3 separate regions of the Mus musculus genome follow, and regions 1 and 3 are each linked to region 2. The links are chromatin contacts, called in public Hi-C and promoter capture Hi-C maps. All regions are on one chromosome and are shown on one strand. Each heading gives the region's core, a stretch centred on a gene start, on an enhancer-like site or on the middle of the called end of the contact. The rest is flanking DNA. Distances are from core to core; before and after follow the strand shown. Region 1 holds the start of Insig1 (insulin induced gene 1). Region 2 holds the start of Galnt11 (polypeptide N-acetylgalactosaminyltransferase 11). Region 3 holds the start of 6030443J06Rik (RIKEN cDNA 6030443J06 gene).

Region 1 (4,593 bases), core at 1,122-3,621, 2.8 Mb after region 2:
CTCCACCTCTTTTTGAAACAAGGTCTCTCTCCGAACTCAGAGCTCAGTTTTAGGTGTATGATCCAGCTACCATGCTCCAAGGGTCCTGTCTGCCTCCCTAGTACTGGGACAGACATGTACTGCTACATATGTGGCTCCTTGTGGGTTCTGAGGGATCAAACTCCGTTTCTTATTCTTAATCAGCAAACACGTTACTGACCAAGTCATTACCTCACCCCAGATATGATTCTATTTTCTGAACAGTCTACAGTGAGCAAGGGGTGAGACTACATTAAAATAGCCAATCTACTTCCTTATCTAGTCCGTTTTAAGAATTAAGTCACAAATGATCATTGGTATTATCCCAGGAAGAATGGCAGAGATATAGATAAAAAGCAATGGGTGGCTCCCAGGTAAGTTCTCAGTAGATGGAAGCACCTGCAATCAGCAAAGCTGTAATGATTAACATGAAGTGGTACAGTGAAGGGCCAAGGAGCTCCACCTCAAAAGCATCTCCCTAGCAACCCCACTCATCCTCAGGGCCAGAGAAGGGACCCCTGATCTTCCATTTCCAGTATGCATTAAAAACAAACAAAACAAACAAACAAAAACAAAAACCTAGCAGGCCTTGGGTATCATTTTTGATAGGCAGGCAGCCTCTCCAAGAGCCTCAGTTTGAACTCTTCTCTACCGTCACCCTACATTCACTGAAAGTGAGGTAAACTGCTCATGAGCCCATAGCAGCCCCCGTGGGACCCCCAGAGAACCAGGCCACAGGGTGTATCCTTCATGGTCCACAGGGCACCTTGGTCTGCATACCACAACAGCCACCAGGGTTTAAGCCCACAGCTTGCTTTGTCCCGGTGCAGATGAGCTGGTCAAGCAGCAGCAGAGGTTAGACTGCATTAATACTGGCTTGGGTAAGCAGAAGAAACAACCAAGTTGGTAACAGAGCAATTGTCTGAAGATATCAACCCCTGCCCCCAGGCAAGCATCACAAAAGCACACAAAGTATTATTAGAACCTCTTAGCCTACTTGGTAAGAATTATAACAAGAGGAAAAAAATCCGGGGGAGAGTCTGTAAAGACAAGCAAAATGGCTTGAGAAAAAGGGACTGAATTACATCTCAGTGCTCACAAGACAGATGCTTGGTGCTGGGGCGTGGGTGCAGGGTCTGGGACTGTCCCATCAAGCCAGCTTCCTGCAAGTGACTGGCATGTCTGTTCCTTAGGGCCAAGTTTCCTATGAGCGATGTGTCTGTTCCTTGGGGGCAAAATTGTGTGTATTTACACAGGTGTCGCTTTCTCAACATCTGTTTAGAGTACTTGCAGCTGATGATGGGTGGTAGAGGCAGCACCTGCTACATCCCACAGCAGAGACTCACTGCCTTTAACAATTTCCTATCAGCTGAAGCTGGGCAGGCCCTCCTGCTTTCTTGCTGTCAAAAAGGCTCCCATGTTGCTGTAATACACCATACAGTACTGATGTCCCCAACCCCCGTGTGTGTATGCCCATGAAACCTCACATGCATGGACTGGCCAGAGTGTGGAAAATGGCGAAGACCCAAGTTGCAACATTCCTTGAAGTCAAAACTGCTTCAAGCTCTTCCAAACAACGCATAGAGCCGCCTAAGAGAGGAGTGGACAGGCTGTGAGGGAAAGACAGCCAGGTCTCCACACCCGTGTCACGCTGGGAAAATGACAGCCCCCATGATCTCTGAGAAACAGCCTGCTTAGGAGGGTGACTTTGTTTTACACTTTTGGCACAAAGCCACATTCCTTACCTAAGGTCTCACACACACACAGTGCCTTTTCAGGCCTGCTCACCACCCTGTGGTTTTAGCCGGTGGCGTCTTGGCTAGGGGAGCCCTGGTCTGAGCTGTGAACCTGCAGAGCACTTGCCATTAGCAGCCAGCCCAAGCGATCCCAGGTCTTTTAAGCACTCAGGAGGGTTTGCGCTCCGGGTCCTTTCCTTCGGACCTGCGTGGACCTCATTATCTCAGAAACCGAGGTCCGGCAGCGCAATAGGGCAGCATCGGACCATCTGACTCGCTGGCCGCCCGCTCCGGTGCCCGCCCCGGCGCCTGCCCGAATAGCGCGCGCTCGAGCGCGTGCCGGGCACCAGCCCCACCCCCCCGGTGGCGTGTGCATACGTCATATGGGCCGCCCTCCTCCCATTGGCTCCGGCGGCCTCACCAGACCCCGAGCGGACAGGCGCGCGGACAGGGCGGGGCCGCTTGAAGACACGCCCCCCAGCAGGGCGCGCGGGCGGCGGATAGGCTGGGTGAGGTCACGTGGCTCCGGTGGCAGCCTGCCTTATAAGCGGAAACCGCGCGGGGCCGCGGCCGCTCCTGGGCCGTCCGGGCGCGGTACGTGTAGTGTCGTGGCGTGTACCTTCCATGCTGTGCCTGGACGCCGATGCCCAGGCTGCACGACCACGTCTGGAACTATCCAAGCGCGGGCGCTGCGAGGCCGTACAGCCTCCCGCGAGGCATGATTGCGGCGGCCGCTTGTCCGCAGGGCCCCGGAGTCCCCGAACCCGAGCACGCGCCCCGGGGCCAGCGAGCGGGAACCACAGGATGCAGCGCGCGGCCGGGCAGCTGGCACCACGACTTGGTGCAGCGGAGCCTAGTGCTCTTCTCATTTGGCGTGGTCCTGGCCCTGGTGCTCAACCTGCTGCAGATCCAGCGGAATGTCACGCTCTTCCCCGACGAGGTGATAGCCACCATCTTCTCCTCCGCCTGGTGGGTGCCCCCGTGCTGTGGCACGGCAGCGGGTGAGTGCCTTTCCTTGTTCTTGGGGTGGGGGAGGGGGATGAAGGGACACGTCAGCTGTTAAAGTCACCCTTGTTACAAGAAAAGGAGAACGGAGAGGGTAGGAAACCCCAGACGTTGGCGAGCGACAGGCGGAAGTTGGAGGGACTAGTGATGGAGATGAGGTCAGGAGATAATTGGCAGTTTAAGTGGAGGAGTCGCAGCTGTCTCGTTGAGCCAGAAGCCAGGATTGGCCGCCTGGAGAACTGGTGAGGGCAGCACCACGCAGCTATTGGCTGCCTGAGCAAACGTGCTACCTCGCTGGATAACTGAAAACAAACCATCACGTGCGCTCAAGAGGCAGTTGCCAGGGGACAGACTTCTCTGCCTTCTGCAGATTGTGGCTATCAGCCAAACCTTCTGGAACTCCGTGCCCAGTAGACTTGGGACAGGAGGAAAAAAGGAGCCTTTGGGCCTAAGCACACCTATGGTGTCACCTCTTAGGCCCAACGAAACTTGTAACAGTGCCACAGTCTTTTTTCTTTCCTTGATCATTTTGCTGCTTTTTGCCAAAAGTGTTGAGTAATTACAGTCCAACAGATCCTGCATAGTTTACAGTGTACAGCGTTGATAACCATTTGTCAAGTGTTTCTCCCCCCTCAGCCCTGCTTGTCCTTGTCCTGTCCTGTGTAGGTGGGCAGTATTTGCTCAGGTGCATCTTTCCTCCAATCTGCAGCCACAGGACAGCAGGAGCAGTGCCTGTCTGCTTTGAAGCCAGCTTTTATTGACTGCCTGCCTATGCTTTATATGCTGGGCTTGGGTGCTGTGCTGTAGCTGAGTCATGGGTTAAATGTAGGATGCAGGACACTTAACTGTTGATTTCCAAGGCTGCTTGCTCTCAGGCTCACCTGCAGCATTATGAGGGTCAGCCACATGACAGTTGTGTGCTTCTTGGTTGTTTTGGACTGGGGGTGGCCTCATTCATGCTAGGCAAATCATCTGCCACCAAACTACTATCCCCAGCATTTAAAAGTTCCTTGGGGAATAAGATGGAGATTTGAATTCTCTTTTCCTTACATATGAAACCTAAGGCTCTTTGAATTTGAAAGTTTATCTTCAACATGAAGCATCATGTTTGTGATGAAAGTTTAAGGGAACCCAGTAAACCAGTTTCTCATCTGAATATGAGGCTGGACTGGTACTGCTTTCACCACTGAGGCTGAGTGCCTGTGTTCACACTGGACAAGGTGGGACGGCAGCCTGACTGAGGTCTTGTGCCCTGTGTCCATGAGACTGCTCCCACTTGTACTGCAGACAGTCCCTCCCTTCCTGGGTTTTACTCTCTTTGTGTCTTCTGGAGTGCCCAACTTCTGCTGTCCAAATGTTTTGGAGTCCAATCTGTGTTTGTGACAGTTCCTAACTCTGAGAACCACAGAACCTTCTTTGCCCTCCACTTTACTTACATAATCCTCATTTCACACATGCGAAAACAAACTCGAGGAGACCTGTCCAGCCTCTCTCCCTTCTTGAGACCCTACCCTCCTCACAGTGTGAGACTTGTCTTCACTGGGGCCAGGTCAAGGCTGAGAAAAAGAGAGCAGTGTGGGGTGGCCTTCCCACAGCCTTTTCTTACAGGTGTATGTAAGGTAATACTTTGTGCTACAGGTGACAAACTGCCGAGGAAAATAAGTGGTTTGGATCCTACTAATAATGACCACACAAGGACTGATTTTCACCAGTGTATCCTAATCCTGTTTTGTTTTTCTTTAAACAGCTGTTGTCGGTTTACTGTATCCCTGTATTGACAGTCACCTGGGAGAACCACACAAGTTCAAGAGAGAATGGGCCAGCGTTATGCGCT
Region 2 (4,464 bases), core at 735-3,234:
TGGGACAGAAGCAGCTAGTCTCCTGCCTGCCGTGTCCACAGACTCCCCAATGCTAGAGAACTTCTCTGGGGTTTGGAGAATGCTATAGAGTTCACCCTAGAGAAGGTGAGTTTAAGAAGGCCAAAGAGGGGTAATTCACAAAATCTACAAAGAAAATTCTGGAAGAAACATACTGAAAGGACGAAAAAGGAGGAAATGCCTGACAGGGATGCCCCCACAGCCCATGCAGGCACAACCTACCTGCTCTCTCATCACTGCAGTGGTGTTTCTTATGGGTTCCTAGCAGGACTGAGCTCGAGGATGCTCACCGCGGTCCTGTATTTTGTAAGCTTCACCCATTTGAGGATCCTAGTAAACTGGCTAAATCTTCACTTCCACTTTGATGGATTTGAAATTACCTAGGAAACATTCCTGTTCTGGGCAGGTCTTTTTTTGTTTTGTTTTGTTTGTTTGTTTTTGAGACAGGGCTAATCTGTGTAGCCTTGGCTGTCCTGTAACTAGCTCTGTAGATCAGGTTGGCCCCAAACTCATATCCACTTGTCTCTGCTGTCCTTCCCAGTGCTGAGATAAAAGGTGTGTGGCAGCACTGCCTTGCTCTGGCCATGTCTTTGTGGTTTCCTGAGAGGTTTAGCTGAGTAAGGAAAACCTACCTGGAATGTGGGTGGCCATGGAGCAGGGATCAAATAAAAAGAAAAAAACAAAACAAAACAAAAAAACAAAACAAACCAGGTTGTAAGATGAGCACCAGCCTCTCTGGGCCTCCTGAGGGTGAAGTGTCACAGGCTACCTTAGACCTCTGCTTGCCATGGCTTACCCACCACAGCAGAGGCTGTACCTCACACTGTGGCCAAAATAAACCCTTAAGTAGTTTCTGTCAGGAACGTTGTCACACATACAGGAACAATAGCAGACACATGGTTATGGCATGACAATGCTTCTGTTCTATTGCCCTCTCGTGAGAGAGTCATCCCTTAAACAACCATGAGTTCCCGTTAAGATGCTGTGTGGACAAGAATGGGAACTATGAAAAATGCTTTCTTTGGCATTGAGCAGCAACTGTTTGACTGAGGGCAATGGCCATGGAAGGACACAGATAAGGGCCATCAGGATTTCAGCCTTAAGGATAGACCTAGGTAACCTCACAGAGCATCCTACAGCCTCACAATACTAGTAAGTATTTGGCAGGGCCACATATGAGTTAATTTTGTGCCACTGTGTTGACAACTTAAAGGGAAAAGAGTTATTTTGGTTCATGGTTACTGAGGGTTTATTGCATGGTTGCTTGGCCATCGCATTTGAGCAGAACATCAGGATGACAGCAGTATATGGGGTAGGTTATTTACTTCATGATGGGCAGGAAGCCAGAAGGAGACTTGGACAATTGGACCAGGTAAGACCCTCGGACATCCCTGATCCTTCTCCCTCTAGATTGACCCCCACCTCCAAAAAGTTTCTACAATCTTTGGCAATTGCACCACCAGCAGGCACCAAGCTCCACATAAGCCCCAGTGGGGCATTTCAAGTCAAAGTCGGTCACCACAGCCAGTTAATGCAGGAGGGAAGTATCCTGGGTTAATGCTAGCTAGAACAATTTATTGGTTCAGGAGATGCTGCTTTCTTAAAAATAAGGGACGCAGAATTTTCTCCTTACATATGTCCCATTGCTCTACCAGACATCACGGATTTAAAAAAAAAAAGTCTTGGCTGAATAGCATGGTGAGATAACAGGATTAATATAGATACCCGTCAATGTAAAGCAGCATTAATGGACCAACTACCAAAACCTTACCATTCTGTTTGATCTGCTAAATTTCCTCACATTCTCTCCAAGAAAAAGTCGTCCCCTCATCTAAGCTTCTCTCTGGAGTGAACTTCACTAAGGCCCTATGGGACAGAGCTCAGCTCCACACTGGGCGGGGAGGAGCCCGGGCCTCGTGACGCCAGGCCGCGGGCGGTGACGTCATCCTCGGAGGCGAGGGCGTGCGTGCGGTGACGCGTGCCGTGACGCGAGGGCTCCGCAAGGCTGCGTGTCGTGGGCCGCGTCGCGCGCCGCGGCTCGTGCGGCTCGGCCCGGGCTGTGGCGGGAGCGGAGATGCCGCAGCCCGTGCCCTGGAGCGCCGCTATCCCGGCCTGCGGGTGTCGCGGTGAGTAGCCGGCCCGCGGCGCTTGACCCCGCGCGGCCTACGTCGGCGCCTGAGCGTGGGCTGCGGCCTGAAGGGACGCGGCTGCTGGAGCAGGCTTGGTGGCCTGGGAGGCCAGAGCTGCTTCCGGATTCAACAGCAGTGATGGGTACTGCGCATGGCCGTTCTCTCGGTGGCCGTAACCTCCAGCCAGTGTTGTGATTTACTAGAAAAAAATACCGATTTTATCTTTATTGCTGTTATTACGGTCAGGATTTAGACCGCGTCGGTACAGGAGGCTGGAAGACAGAAAGGATGCATGTTTCTTTGCAGTATGCTTGTTAAAAAAATTACCTTTTATGGTTTTCGTACACCCCAAACTAGTGCTTTAAATATAAATATAGGAAGACCCGCCACCTGTCTGTCAGATCTTGTCCTTTTACTTTGAGAGCCATCATGTTGGTTGGTTGCTTATCTTCAAACAAAAAATGAGACCCTGGAGACGCTTTCTAGTCCGTGGGCCCAACAAAACAGTTACTTCAAACTTATTTCTTCTTTTATTTGAAATAATGCTTTAAGAAAAACAGGAAGTAAGCCTTTCTTACCCTCAGCATGTGCCTGCCACGGAGCTCTGCAACTGAAATGTCACCATACCGTAGTCTATAGTTTTCATTTGATGGCCCTGGAATCAAATCTCTAACATTTCTGTGCTGTTTCTTGCCAGGTTTCTTAACAATTTTATATTACTATTTTTCTTGTGAAGTATAATTAACATGAAGTTTATTGATTATTTTACTAGTATAGTTGAATGGCATCGGGTACATTCACAGTGTTGTCTTAACAGGCAGTGCCATATATTTCCAAAATCAATCACTCAGGACAGACATTATAACATAGGGCAGGGACTCCTGCTCTTCTTCAGTCTCTCAGTTTACCTGGTTTAGATACTTCATTTGAATTGGAATCCATGGTCTTTCCTTTATCTGTATCTGTTTGAGGCTATTCTTGGTTGTCAACTTGACAACCAAAAATGGCTAGACACAACTGTGAGAGATTTTTGCTGAATTAAATCATTTGAAGTGGGGAGAGCATTTCTAATCTGTATCTTTGAGGTGGGAAGATCCACCTTTAATCTAAGGCCACACCTTCTGCTGGCAGCCTTTACAAAGGCTATGGAATAAGGAAGCCCCCTCTTTGCCTGCTTGCTCTCACCCATACTTGAAAGTCCATATTCCTTCACTGGCATTAGAGCCTGTTTGTATGCTGGATTCCAGTGTATGCTGAAGAACAGCCGAGACTTCCAGCTTTGTGGATGAGCAACTAGATTCTTGGACTTGACATCAGTAGACGGCCATTGTTGGACTTGCGGGAGTACTCTAATAAATCCCCCCTCTCTCTATATGGAGAAATCCATTCTATAATTTCTGTTACTCTAGAGAATCCTGGCAAATAGTTTCTCTGCTTTCTGTCTTTGGAATGTCTATGGAAGGTTTGAATTGCTTAGTTCGTGTTTGAAAAGCACTGACTGCTGAGTCTGATGGCTCCACTTGTCTGGCTTGGTCTCCAGTGACCTTTATGGCCTTTCATATTGCTTGTCAGCACATCTTCTGGATGTACCTTGGAACCCTTCTTCTTTTTTTTTTTTTAATTTTTTACTAGGTATTTAGCTCATTTACATTTCCAATGCTATCCCAAAAGTCCCCCATACCCACCCACTCCCCCTTTTTGGCCCTGGCATTCCCCTCTACTGGGGCATATAAAGTTTGCAAGTCCAACGGGCCTCTTTTTCCAGTGATGGCCGCTTAGGTCATCTTTTGATACATATGCAGCTAAAGACAAGAGCTCCAGGGTACTGGTTAGTTCATAATGTTGTTCCACCTATAGGGTTGCAGATCTCTTTAGCTCCTTGGGTAATTTCTCTAGCTCCTCCATTGGGGGCCCTGTGTTCCATCCTTGGAACCCTTCGGAAGTCTTTTCCTAGGTTCTTCTCCAAAGTTCCCAGTGTCCCAGAGGATCTGTTCAGTATCTGTTCTCTGCACCTGCTCTTCCTTTGTTACGTAAACCTGCTCTGCATTGGTTTCTCTGTAGCTTCAGCTACAGTTCCCGTGTGTCTTAAGTTTCTGTGTGAAGCCTGGGTTCCAATGTGAAGGCATTGCCCTATCTTCAATGTACCAGCTCACCTCTGACCCTTGTTCTGGGTCATCAAGACTTGAAAGCTTGGTGCTATAGCCTCTTCTTCCTTAGGTGACGCCATTCATGCTGACCAGTATAGGTAGTTAGTTGGTCTTTGTTTTACCTTCCCCACTCAGTTTCACAGCCCAAGGTCAAGCCAAGATGGCTTCTC
Region 3 (4,590 bases), core at 378-2,877, 2.7 Mb before region 2:
CAAGAAAATGTCCTACAGACTTGCCTACTGACTATCTGTTGGAGGCATATTTGTTTTCAGTTATGTTCTCTCTTCCCACGAGGGCAAAACTAACCAGCATGCTCCCCTTTTAAACAACGTTCACATTGTCACCTAGAGTTGAAATGAACTCTGACTCCACTGTCACTTAACTTTTCCCCAACATGTGCCACAAGACTGAATCTGGCACAGTGCCACACACAGAGCCAGTGCTCAGAAAATACACACTTGCTAAACATATAAATTAGTCTTCTACGAGCATAGCTAGCTCTTTTTTCTTCTGTAGCTATTTGCTATAGTGGTTCTTTGTATTTCCCACATGCAAACTTCCTTGAAGAAAAATATTGTTTTTGTTAGATGTAGTATTAAATAAGAGCAAAGGTGAAGCCTTTTCTGGGACCCACTGCTAAATCAGCCCTACCTATCTTATTTTGCTAATAAAGTATTCCTCAAAAAAAGAGGAGTACTTTTGGTTAGAATAATCTGGGTTTATCAAGTCCAATGAAGGAATGTACAGAGCATAAACAATTATACATTTCAATAATATAGGTAACTATAACTGAAAGCATTATAACTAGGAACTACAGATGCAGCTGACCTCTAGAATTGCTAACATGACGCCTTTTAGATGGAGGGAAGTACTTTTCCATGACTATTTCATCTGCCACCACAGACGCACTGGATCCGACACTCTGCTGGATGAAAGTACATTTCTAAAGGAAGACTAAATGGCTATTTGTATTTGCTCATCTCCCAGATAAGATCCAAGTGCAATCAATTCTAATTAATGAGCACAATGCAAGGCAACTGAGAGAAATGAATGTTACTTCAGCCTGTGTTCACTTCAGAGGCTAACCTCTCCCCTCTAAATCATCTCATCTGGTCGGCAGGGAGAGAAACCCAAGCGAGACTTCTCCTGGCTTTTATAATTCTAGAAAAGCTGAAGGATTTTAAAGGCTAAACCACAGCGTTACCCTAATTGGCCTTGAAGCCAATCACCTCTCTGTATTTGACCCAATCTATACCTCACTACAACGGGCGAACTGGCGTTTAGTAAACACTCTGCAAACAGACTTCCTACCCAAACCCTGTTCTGCAGCAACTTGCAGTAGCTATTTGGGGCTCACATAATCTCCAAAGTGTGGTCCAAGTAAAAGGAGCACTTCCTAGCCGACGTCCTGTAGAGCAGGCCAGCTCTTCCTCTGCAGTCTCCTTTAAAATAGACTGAGAAGTTTCTTTGGGTAAGTGTGGGGCAGTCATACCGCACCTCCATCTTAACATAAGGGGGATAGCCTACCGCCTCGCAATCCACACAGTACTCCCCCCAAACGGAACGGATCCAGGACGCATTCGCCTCTGGCATTTGGGAAGCAGTCTGACTACAATACCTCTCCAAACAGGGACTGCAAAGTGGACACTTGGGCCTCTCGACAGAGGACCATGCTCTCCAAGTGAGACATTTTGGCGGGCACCACCTGATACTGCAGAGCAGTTGGCCTCCGGTCAGCCCTGCGCCACTCAGGCGTGGTTCACGTAGAACAACCGCAAGCTTTCCGGCCGGAAGCCTGGGCTGGGGGCGGAGCCAGCGCGGTCGAGTGACGTCAGGGAGCCGCGCGACAACGTGGGCCGCTCTAGTCTCCAGGCGGCGGTGCTCAGTGGTCGGTTACTGGTAAGTGGTTATCGCTTCCCACTCTGGCCTGAGCTTTCCAGCCTGAAACCCTTACACAAGCTGAAGGGCGACCTGGGGGCACCTCACCGCCCACCTTCTGTGTCTTCAGTTCCCTCCAGAAAGCCGCACACATAAAAGTACCGACAGAAACGAGTATTCTTTAAAAAAAAATTGGTTTTCCTCTGGCAAGAAAGTGGACAATGGGAACTCTGTGGAACTAACTAAATAAAATCATTTGTTTGTCTTTGCAAGCTTGAAACTAGATGTGGAAGTATTCGAGTGTTAGTGAGGGTAATCAGTAAAATTAACGTTGTCCTTGCACATTTATAGGACACCTGGAAGAAGAAAAGCCTTGAAATGAAAGAATGTATAGGAATAAGAAAATTCGTGTCCAAAGAGAGGGCTTTGGGTCCTGAAAAAAAAATTTGGTCTGGAAACATTGACTCAACTTTTTCTGAATTTTGAGATGTTGGGAGAATCTTTGAACCGTTTATTTATAAACTTCCTTATATAGAACATAAGGACTATAGTAGAGTATTTTTAAGAATAAAAGATAATGTACGCAGTGTCTGCTACACATAGATTTCATAAACAGTGCAAAAAGACAAGGAAAACACGGCACCCATATTAGAAAGAGGCCCATTATGTATTATTGAACAATACAACTGCCTGTGGAGGAAATCTAATTACCACACACACACACACACACTTTGGTTCCAAAGTGGTTGTACAAGTTTGAATTACTACCTGCAATGAAGAAGTATTCCCCTTACTCCACAGCCTCTACCATAAGTAGTTAGTGACAATCCTTTCCCAATCTGTAGGCTGCTGTTTGGTCCTGTTGATAGAGCCCTTTGCCTTACAGAAGCTTTTCAGTTTCATGAGGTCCCATTTATCAATATTTGATCTTAGAGCCTGAGCCACTGGTGTTCTATTCAGGACATTTTCCCTATGCCAGCGTGTTCATGGCTCTTCCCCACTTTCTCTTCTATTAGACTCAATGTATCCGGTTTTATGTTGAGATCCTTGATCCACTTGGACTTGAGGTTTGTGCAAGATGATAAATATGGATCTATTTTCATTCTTCTACATACAGACTGCCAGTTAGACCAGCACCATTTATTGAAGGTGCTTGCTTTCTTTCTTTCTTTCTTTCTTTCTTTCTTTCTTTCTTTCTTTCTTTCTTTCTTTCTTTTTCACTGTATAATTTTGGCTTCTTTTTCAAAGATCAAGTGTTCATAGGTATGTGAGTTTGTTTCTGGGTCTTTGATTCATTTACTTTGATCTGTGAGTCTGTTTTTGTATCAGTATCACACAGGTGTTTTGTATCACTGTTGCTCTTTATTACAGCCTGAGGTCAGGGACTGTGACTCTTCTGGAAGTTCTTTCATTGCTCAGGATTGTTTTGGCTCTCCTGTGGTTTTTGTTTGTTTGTTTGTTTGTTTGTTTCTTATGAAGTTGAGAATTGCTTGTTCAAGGTCTATAAAAAATTGTGTTGGAATCTGTAAATTGCCTTCGGTAGGATGGTCATTTTCACTATTTTAATCCTGCCTATCCTTGAGCATGGGAGAGTTTACATCTAACTGATATCTTCTTCAATTTCTTTCTTTAGGGTGTTGTTTCCCTATTTTTTTTCTCAGACAGTTTATCATTTGTGTAAAGGAAGTCTATTGATTTCTTTGAGCTAATTTTTTATCCAGCCACTTTGCTGAAGTTGTTGATCAGCTGTAGGAGTTCTTTGCTAGAAGTTTGGGGATTGCTTATATATACAATCATATTGAGAGGCCAAGCATACTCCATATTGGGACTGGACTTGATCTAAAAGAAAAAAAAGTTTAAGCACTTGATCTGTAGCTGAACCCAAGTACCAGGAAGGACTCCATGGCTTTTCCTTGGACATGAGTTCCTCTGGTTCCAACCCAGCTCAAACCGGTCAAGTCCAGTTCAGTCTGGTTCAAACCAGTTCATTCTGGCATCCACCGCCCACCACCAAGTCTTGCACATTCCTTTGCCCTCTTCCTCAACTCTTCATGTCCTGGGGTGTTTTCCTGATGGGGCCACGGTGGGGCTTTTGGTGTGGGAATCGAACTCGTGACCCAGTTCGCCAGCCTGTCTGCCCTCTTGATGTCGTTCCCCGCGTGGCGTCAGGTGGAGAGGGCACGGCTTGCAGTGCATCTCTTGGCACTACTGTCCTTCTTGTAGTAGAGTGTAGCGAAGGCAAAGATGTTGAGGAAGGCTCCCACCGTTAATCCTCATGCTCAACTCCTTTGAGTAATCATACTAGAGCCGTCTGGGCCCAGGTCGGGATCCCCAGCCAGGCATCCCTACCTGGGCAGTTTTGAACCCGGAGCGATGGAGGACGAGAACGCGGAGGATGACTTTACAGCAGGGCACCTTGTGGCCTGGCGCGGGAGCCAGGGTGGGGGGAGCATCATGGTACTGAGGTGCCGGACCAGCTCCAGCCAGAACCCCACTTTGGTAGCGCGGTAGTGGTCCTCCTTGCGAGGCTTCTTGATGTGCAGGTACAGCTGAACCACGCGACCTCCTCAAACTGGTTGGGGTGCATATGGATGAACTTGGTGTCCTGGGGCCCTGGTTAGTTGGGGTTGTTGTAGTTCCAAAAGATCCTTACTCACAAGGACCACAGAGACTGCCGCCATCGCAGCAAAACACATGAGGATTTTTATTGATCCAACATGTTGGGGACTCCCCTCTCAGCATGCGGGCCAGAGGAGAGACCAAGAACAAAGAAAGAACACACTTTTTATACCATTTTAAGGGGCAGATTTGAGCAACATGGTTCTCATTGGTGTAGCAAGTAACCCTTTTAGGCATTGGTTGGTTTGTATAGTGACTAAGTAACCCTTTGGCCTAGTGACTCACTTTGCTTGCCCCCATGGTGG

What was found. Hi-C and Micro-C count contacts between places; a contact is called where the count stands out from the background. Capture Hi-C pulls out chosen DNA fragments and counts their contacts.
Region 1: a contact with region 2 is called in a Hi-C map of B cells, with 6 read pairs. The contact joins the promoter of Insig1 here to the promoter of Galnt11 in region 2. A contact is called at or near these places in 1 of 39 promoter capture datasets (liver), 1 of 484 Hi-C or Micro-C datasets (B cells) and 1 of 115 datasets of contacts at active chromatin or transcription factors (astrocytes).
Region 3: a contact with region 2 is called in a promoter capture Hi-C map of liver, with 2.7 times the contacts expected there. The contact joins the promoter of 6030443J06Rik here to the promoter of Galnt11 in region 2. A contact is called at or near these places in 2 of 39 promoter capture datasets (liver and pre-B cells) and 2 of 9 other capture datasets (adipose tissue and liver).

The regions. Positions count from the first base shown.
Region 1 is chr5:28,069,041-28,073,633 of GRCm38.p6, forward strand. It overlaps Insig1 (insulin induced gene 1), which reads left to right and starts at 2,372. Exons shown (of 5, transcript NM_153526.5): 1 at 2,372-2,755; 2 at 4,507-4,593. The coding sequence starts at 2,398. The region is part of intron 1 of Gm35223 (a long non-coding RNA gene); the gene reads right to left.
Region 2 is chr5:25,220,888-25,225,351 of GRCm38.p6, forward strand. Galnt11 (polypeptide N-acetylgalactosaminyltransferase 11) reads left to right here and starts at 1,985. Exons shown (of 12, transcript NM_144908.4): 1 at 1,985-2,144.
Region 3 is chr5:22,548,786-22,553,375 of GRCm38.p6, forward strand. It overlaps 6030443J06Rik (RIKEN cDNA 6030443J06 gene), which reads left to right and starts at 1,628. Exons shown (of 3, transcript NR_102315.1): 1 at 1,628-1,687. It overlaps Orc5 (origin recognition complex, subunit 5), which reads right to left and starts at 1,553. Exons shown (of 14, transcript NM_011959.3): 1 at 1,407-1,553. The coding sequence starts at 1,478.